Regions from separate parts of the Capra hircus genome. Here regions 1 and 2 are each linked to region 3. A link is a contact called in public Hi-C data. All regions are on one chromosome and are shown on one strand. Each heading gives the region's core, a stretch centred on a gene start, on an enhancer-like site or on the middle of the called end of the contact. The rest is flanking DNA. Distances are from core to core; before and after follow the strand shown.

Region 1 (2,700 bases), core at 33-2,532, 160 kb before region 3:
AGGATACTCTTATTTCACTCATTCCAGACAAAAAAGCAGAGACAGGGAGACAGATGTACACAGAAGGAGAGAGACTATACATGAGACTAGGGATAGAGATACATATACATAGGCAGAGAGAGTCAAAGACACAGAGAGGGAGAGAATCCGGCACAAATGAAACCTCAGGAAATAATGGACTTTGTTGAAGGGGATGATTAATTCAGTTTCTGAAGTCTTACAAGAGTAGGGGTGGTTCCTCATCTGTGGTTCAGAGGGTCACTACTCACAGTTCCCTGAAGCTCCTGCTGCACCCTTTAAGTTTTTGTCTGTTGGTAGGAGAGCAGGGGAGGCTAGAGAAGGGGGTCGCATCCTTGTTCTCTCACCTCTTCCTCTTCTGGGATTCACTGGTCTCCACCTGCAGGGAGGCTGCTTTCCTCTGGTCTCAGTCATACCTGTGCTGGGGTATTCAGGAGGTGGGGATGAGAAGAATCTACCAGATAAGTGACCTTATGGGGTTTCCAGTCTAATGACAATATTTTAGTCAGGACACAGACACAGATCCAGCCACAGGACATGAACAGAGCTAGGAGTGGGGACAGCTTTGGACATTAGTATTGGGTTGGGAAGGTGGGAGTGAATGAACTGTTAGATGCAGCCATAGAATCTGTCAAGAAAGGTGTCCTGGACAGAGTATTCCAGAGGTAGGACTGGGAAGGATGGAAGGTAATAGGGCTGGGTAGACAGCAGGGCCGAGGAGGGAGAGAAGTGAAATGGTAAAGCTGTGGAGACAGGGGCTTGGACAGTAATGTGGGATGGAAGAGTCTCAAAGTTATTACTAGGGAGTTTAGCCAGAAGTGCTTTCGTGGGTGTTCTACATACAGTCCTTGGAGGGCTGCATAGGAGAGGTCTCTTATATCTGGAGCAGCAGGAGGGCTAGAAATAGTCTGTAGCCATTGTTAATGCCCTCAGGTGAGTTAAGAGACTGCAGATAGTTGAAGCTCCTTGATTCACAATCCCTTTGAGGAAAGTGTATGAACTTTTGGAAAGGTGATGCCTTTTACAGCTAAAGCCTAGGATCTTCAAGGTCCTTACAGAATGTAGCTTCTCACTTCTCAAGTCGTCTGGATTTAGCCCTGGTGTAAAGAATAAACTACAACCCCCAGAGTTACTTATTGCCAACTTAGCACACTTTCCGGGAATTTGAGTATTTCCGGCGGAAGTGGCCGCAGCTATGCCAATCTCTTTCCCTAAACAAAGTGGACTACAACTCCCACAGTCCTCCGCGCCCGGCGAGGGGGTGGGAAAAGGAACCGGAAACCGGATGGGGCGCTGGACCAGGTGAGGAAGTAGGAGTCTGGGAACCTGGGGCGCTGGGGGGCGGGCTAGGGGCTCCCCCGGCTAGCTGGAGGTGACAGGCGGGGAGTGGAAATGTCTGTGTTTCGGGCCCCCTCTCTCCGTCAGGGGCTCGCCCGGCGCAGAGAAAGCCGAGCCCATGGAACCGCCCCGGAGACCTGCTGAGACGAGGCTTTCCCGTCGGGCGGAGCCCGCGGGCGGACGTGGAGGTTTCTTGTGGATCCTTACTTGTCAGCCCCCTCGAACTAGGAGGGGAGATGAAGTGTTGGGAACTTCTCAGTCCATGCTCTATTAGTATTATTGTTATCATTATTGGTTTTAAGGATTTGCTGATTGTCCACGTGGATTCCTAAAGTGCCCCCAAGGGACACGGGAGTGGACAGTGTCTTGGATTCCTTCTGCCTTTACTGAGTTTAGTGCCAGAGAGCCTAGGTGGCCAGACTTATCGTTGGATCACCCTCCACTTGTGCTTAATGTGACACTGTAATTTATCAGTGATTTCAGAAACGGACATTTCTTGATCTCTGTCCGTGGGTGACTTTACATAGAACTTCCTGGTTTCTCCTTTGGGCTTCCAAGGTGTTTTCTTCAGGACATTAAAGCTGGAATCACAGTATGTCACAGTGTATTACAGTTGTTTATCTGCCATGTCACAGTCGTTTGTGAGTTGTTTATTCATTTTGGATTTCTTCCCCACCAAAAGACTACCACAATGCCTGTCATGTAAGAGACTCATAAATATTGGGGGGGGGAAAATGAGTTAACAGCTGGTGGTAGGTTGGATGGGAATTTTGATTTTCATCTCATAGAGAAGACAGTTAAATGACTTGCTTAGGAGAACCTTAGAGATGAAACCGGGACTAGAATTATAGTCAGTTGACACATAGCCTGTAGCTCTTGCCTTCTGATCAGGCTTTGAAATTCCAGAACATTGAAAATAAGGCCTTGTCACTCTTCTGTGTAACCCTGGCCTTGCTGTCTTCAGGATGGGTCCCTAAAGATCAAAGGTAGGCTCAACCTTAAGACCTGAGAGAGATGCCAGACTTGGAGCAGGCAGTCTGCTAATGTTGGCACTGTATGGGGAGATGCAGAGGAAGGGCCCCGGAGACAACGGAGTTCTCCACAGCGCCCTTCTCAGCCTTTGTTTGAGTCCAGCTGGCCCGGGTAGCCACCCGGACAGATCGGTTAAAGAGTTCTGAGAGCAGTCTAGGGAAGGATTTCCTAAGTTTAGCCCTGACTTTTAAAATTTTTATATTATATTGGAGCATAGTTAAGATGTTTTTTCTCTCTCTTTCCCACTTTCCCAAGGCTAGGGTCAGAGAACAGGTTGATGGATCAAGCTGTTGTGTCAACCTTGTGGTCCCA
Region 2 (2,700 bases), core at 70-2,569, 180 kb before region 3:
CGTTTATACTGTGAGTGTTAACAGATGTCATTACAGATTGCCAGGGGTAAGAGAAATCAGGGTGGGAACAAATTTCTCCCAGAGGAGGAAACGTTTTAGCATGGATTTAAGGATGTGTTGGGCCGGCAGACAAAAGGGAGGGGCAGTCTAGGTGGAAACATGGAGCAGATAAAGGTCAGGCAGAGGGAGAGGGCTCGGGGAGTTAAATACCCTCCCGCAGTTTTGTGTTACTGAAGCACATGCTCTTATGTGCCTGGGTCTGGCTGTGATGCAAGAGACAAGGCTAAAGATAAAGAAGAGAGATGCTGGTGAAATGTGAGGGGCTTTCCTTGGTGAGAGTGAACAATACACGGTTTATTCTGCAAGCCTGGCGAGCCCATAGAATTTCAAACGCTGACCATGATTAGTCCTGTATTTTGGCAAGGGGCTTCCGGAGGCAGGGCTACCACCTAGAAGGCTACGCATTAGTCCTGGCAGGAAAATCTGCCCTGAAATCCCTGGCCTGAAGCGTCAGAGCAAGACGAATACGTCGCTTGACCCAGAGAGACGAAGAACGGGGATCTGGGCTTTTAGGCCTGGCCTGGGGCTGGCCCAGGCAGACAGACCCTCGGAAGGTGGCGCGAACTGGGGGAGGCGGCTCGGGGAGGCGTGAGACCCCGCTAGCGCCCGAGGCGTGAACAGACCCGGCAGAGGCGCGCGGAGAGATGGCTCCCGCCGCGCCGGGCCCGCTGGCCAGGAGCCACCCGCCACGAATTTATGGTCCAAAACCGGATGCAGCTGTGCACAGCTGGCGATGCAAATGTATGCAAATTCACACTGCCCGGACAGGGCTCGGTCGCCGGCAGCGTCAAAGGGGGATGGGGCGGGGAGTGGCGCAGCCTAGTGAGTACTCTTCCGCTCAGAGTTCCGGCAGGGTGTGTGGGGTGCATCATCCCTGCCCTGACGGTCCCCTCTCAGGCCTGTGACAGTCTACTGTGACCAACGTGGAGTCCCCTTCCTGTTCCCGACGACCCTGTGCACCCCGCCCCTCACCCCTCACCCCTAGGATGCGGGCTGAGGGACGGCCCCGGCTCCTGCGCTCTCTGAGCTTCCCGGCTGGTGAGAGCTTCCTTCTCCGAGCGGAGGCAGCCGCACCGCAGGGGCTGATAATCCCACACTCGCCTCAGCCTCAGGAACGAATCTCTCCTCACCGCCTGGGGAGGGTCGGAAGGCCCGTTTCTTTCCATCCTTTCATTGCGATGAGTTGAGTCCTCCCAAAACCGCTTCTGGAAAAGTCCTTCCAGATGTCTAACCACAGTCACACGTGCTACTGCTTCAGACATTTTCCCTGTGATTTGGTAAGAACACTATTCGCGAAGTACCGGTGGTTGCGTTTTGAGGGTGTGGAAGTGGGATGAAGGATTGCCGGGCACGGCTAGCCTCTGAGCACCCCCTCGCCTCCCCCACCCACCCCCCGTCAGGCAAGACCTAGAAGGGAGTCTGGCTGTCCTCTCCCGGCTGTTGCCCTCTTTTCTTGCCTGCTCTTCCCACAACGGCCACAAGGGGTCTTCCTTGCGCTAAGAATGGGAAATCCTTGCGCCAGGTCAGAGCGCCGGGAGGCTCCGGCGCCTGGCGCAGTGTCCTCTCTGCGGTCCCCAAGCATTCAGACCCGCAGGCGTCCGGCTAGCCCCGCCCTACCTTCGTGGCTTCACCCGGTTGCAGATGACCTTCAGCTCTCTTGACTCGAGCTCCGGACTGGAGATCGGCACTCTTGGATCTCTTGCTCCTTCCTCCAAGCTTTGGAAGCAGCAGAAGGCTAAGAGTGAGTCGAGGGGAGGAACTCAGGCCGGACACATAGTAGGCGCTCAGTAAATATTTTTGAGATGAATGAAAGAACGTGGCGGTGTCCTGTTCAGAAGCTGGGGGAGGGGACCTCAAAAAACCAGAGGACACCATAGAGGCAGCGCACTCAATGCCCTACTGGGGAAACTGAGGCCGTCTGTGGATCATGGCGAGTGGGACTTGGACATCAGCACAGGCGGGGAGGTCCGGTACAGAGAAGGGATACTGGAAGGGAGAGGACAACCAATCAGAAAACACTTTGGGTTATTTTGACCAGGAAAGGCGAGAGAAACGAAGATCACGAGGATCCCTAAAAAGAGGCCTTGTCAGAATGGGGAAATAGGATGTGGAAAAGGGGCTGGAGGCTTGGATTCTTTAGCTAAAAGGAGGAAAGTTAAAGCACCCACTTTCTCCCATGAGGACAGAACTTGTTAAGTTTAGCTGCAGCAGGCAGAATGGTGGTCAGACACCAGGAAGGACTTCCCCATTTGGAGTCAGACCTGCGGTGTATAGTGTAAGGGGGTAATGATTCCTTGTACTCAGGAGCTGGAGGCGAGTTACCCGAAACCACGGAAGTCCGTCAAGGGTGGTTGGGGGTGGGAAGGGTAATATAGTTTCAGAGTTAGACACAGTTGGCAGAAGCCTAGGTGGCGGCGGCAACCCTTCCCCCACGGAAGCGGCTGCAGGACCCAAGGGGTTGGCGGCATCTGACCAGGTGCTCTCACTCTGACCGCCCACGGGCAGAGACGCTGGGTGGCCCTGCGACGCGCCCCCGCTGGGGCTTGCTGGGAGCCCTTCCCCAGCCGGGAGGGGCGAGCTGTCTCTGGATGAGAGCAGGCTTCGAGACTCGGACCTCACGCTGGCGGCACAGATCTCCAC
Region 3 (2,763 bases), core at 215-2,714:
CAAATCACAGCCCAGAGCAGCCAGGCGACGCGGGTGAAGCAGTCCAGTTGGTATCCTGGGTGGGGTGGCCGCGGTGGGGGTGGAGAACGCCGGGCCGGGGGTCGGGGGGAGAGAAGGCAGATTGGCCCCCATTCTCCAAGCACAAGATGGCTTTTGAGTACCAAGTCCCCCACCCCCACCCCCACCCATCCACCCGCAGTGCAGAGCACCTCCCATCTTTCCATCCGCTCGCGTGGGGGTGGAAGCAGGGGTGGGCAGACGCTCTCCCCTCCGCTGACGCGCACCAGCCACCAGCCTCCTCCCTAATTGCCAATTAACAGGCCCCGCCGCCCGCCTAGCTGCGCTCTCTTCCTGCTCCGCGGCCGGGCCTTGGGCCCGCACTGCGCATGTGTGAGCTCTAGCGGTCGCGCTCTTCGGGAGGGAGGGGGCTGCGGAGCAGGGAGGGGGCACTGGAAAGTTTGTTTGGGGGTTGGGGGGGCTGACTCTGCTCGGAGGGCATTGGTTACAGCTTACAGGTTCTCTCTTCTGCCCTGGATTTTGAGCTCCCGAGCCCCCTCTGTCTCAGTCCCGTTAGGCAAGAGGCCGAAGATCTATAACAGGTAAGGACAAGGTCCGCGCACTAGACCCCGGCCTTGAGCCCCACGCAGTCCTCTGGCCCCCCGACCCCCAACTTCAGCGTACAGTGACATAAGGACAACATACGTCCCCCACTACCATATTCCAGTTTAACCCAATTTCTCCCCCACCCCCACTTTTCCTCCCCATAATTGCCACGCGCCCACCCTCTCGCCCCCTCTCCTTTCTAACCAAGACAAGCCGCTGCTGTCCTTATCTTGAAACCGCCACCCAGCTACGGACCATTAGTTACATATTTGAACCAATAAGGAAACACTTACCGGGCGCTGCTGTCACTCTCCCTCTCCCTCTCTCTCTCTGCCTCTCTCTCCCACTCTCTCTTTCTCGTCTTTGCTCATTCTGTGCCGCTGCCGAGCCTGTCTCAGCTCCACATACATATATATGTATATATATATTTTTATAGAAATTTTAAAATAAAAAAGAAGTCCCAATAATTAAAAAAGCCAAATAAAATTAAGGAGAGATGCAAGAAGGGGGCAGGAGGGAGAGCTTAGGAGAGGGGAGGGGCGGAAGCATCTGCAGCTCCCTATCTCAACTCCTGCTCCCGCATTCCTCCTGCCCCTTGGGGGGCTAGAGGGTCGGGAAGGGAGAGAGGGTGCCCTCTACCCCAGCCTCTCCCCCCGCCCCCCTCCCCAGGTGCTCCCAGCTTCCGGCAACTCCAGCTGGGAGGAAAAAAATTAAATGAGGGGAGAAAATAATTATTAATCAGATTAATAAAAAAAATACTAGTAATGAAGGGAGCGCCCAGCGCAGGTTTCCCTGGCAATGGTTAGGCTCTTACAGGGAGGACTGTTCTGCGGAGCGCTCCGAACGGACAAACCACAATAAAAAGTTCACGTTCATGGATGGAATCCACATGACTTCTTGTGGCCAATCCAACTTGTGAGTCGATCGTAAACTTTTATTACTCAGCTGTAAATTTTCTGCAAACAACCGGGAATGCGATGCATTTGTGTAGCGTGTGCAAATGGGCGCCGCGGTCGCCATGTTTACCCAATTCTCTCGGAGAGGGAGCATCCCCCGACCCCCACCCTACCCCCACCCACCGCCCACTCCCCACGGGCCGGGTTGCTCCTGGCTAGCGCGGAAAGGGCGAAGGGGGGACCTGACAGGAGACAAGGAAGGATTCTGGCGCTGAGTCGGCTGCCTCCCTCTGCCATGCCGAATTTTACATATTTTCCTTAATAAATGGGGTATTAAGGTTGGCTCTGGGGGAGCCACAGCTTTGCAAAGATTTGTGGCATTGGGGCAATGACGGCAGGCCCGGCGCGTGAAGGGGATGCTCAGCATACTCCTGTCATTTTTTTTCTAGGAAGAGAACAACATCCTTCCTATTGGGGGGTAGGGGAAGCCCCCCACTCCACCCAAGATGGGAACAGGAGGGGCAGGCCCCTGGAAGCCTCATAACCAAGACTGACCTGGCCGTGGTCTGAAGAGCGGAGAGGGTTTAGGCCTGCGGAGGCAGCTTGGAGGGGGGGGTGGGGTGGCAGACGAGATAGGGGAGCAGCCTGCAGAACTCCCAAAGTGCCCCTCATCCCCAGATTCTTTTCTCCCCACTCCCACCCCCCCAAGACCATCCCTAGGTCTCCTCCTCAGGTCTCCTCAGTTCCTAGGTTCAGATGGCAGCTTCCTCCTAATCTTTTTAGAATTAAATATAAAATTAAGGTCTATGATCGATCTTAGTTCCCAGTTCTTTTTCCTTTGGGTGCATGGTCATAGGAAGCCTTTTTCTGTCTGGTCAGGTGGCCCAAACCCATCTGCCTTTTTCAGAAAAATTCCAGTGTCTGGGCAACTAGGACACACCTTGCAGGCCCAGAAAAAAGTATCCATTCTTTCCTTGAATTGTACCTTCCATGCTAAACACCAGAGCACGGGAGATTCCAGACCCCTGATTTTGGCAATGAATCCAATGTGAGGAAGCCCAGAATAAATCCCCCCATAGAGACTATTTGCCAACCAGTCACCACCCAGCCACTCTCCCCAACAAGCTGGAGATTTGAAGGCCCAAAGCTCTTCTCTTGGTTCCTGAGTCATGTTGGCATGGGGACTTCCACGGCTGGGTGCCCCACCCCAACCAACAGGGGGTCCCCTCATCCCCTCCCCAAACTTCCTCCACAGTAAGTGAAG

What was found. Hi-C and Micro-C count contacts between places; a contact is called where the count stands out from the background.
Region 1: a Hi-C map of blood shows a contact between it and region 3, with 3 times the contacts expected there. The contact joins the promoter of SMUG1 here to the promoter of HOXC6 in region 3. A contact is called at or near these places in 2 of 5 Hi-C or Micro-C datasets (both in blood).
Region 2: a Hi-C map of blood shows a contact between it and region 3, with 2.6 times the contacts expected there. The contact joins the enhancer-like site here to the promoter of HOXC6 in region 3. A contact is called at or near these places in 3 of 5 Hi-C or Micro-C datasets (blood and liver).

The regions. Positions count from the first base shown.
Region 1 is chr5:25,593,299-25,595,998 of ARS1.2, forward strand. SMUG1 (single-strand selective monofunctional uracil DNA glycosylase) reads left to right here and starts at 1,283. Exons shown (of 3, transcript XM_005679861.2): 1 at 1,283-1,320.
Region 2 is chr5:25,569,217-25,571,916 of ARS1.2, forward strand. No RefSeq gene overlaps it. Among named protein-coding and RNA genes, the nearest start is that of SMUG1, 24 kb to the right of the region's middle. Within about 2 kb of position 1,320, at least 3 of the 5 cell types and tissues checked have an H3K27ac peak or open chromatin away from gene starts, as enhancers often do.
Region 3 is chr5:25,752,756-25,755,518 of ARS1.2, forward strand. It overlaps HOXC6 (homeobox protein Hox-C6), which reads right to left and starts at 1,465. Exons shown (of 3, transcript XM_018047654.1): 1 at 897-1,465.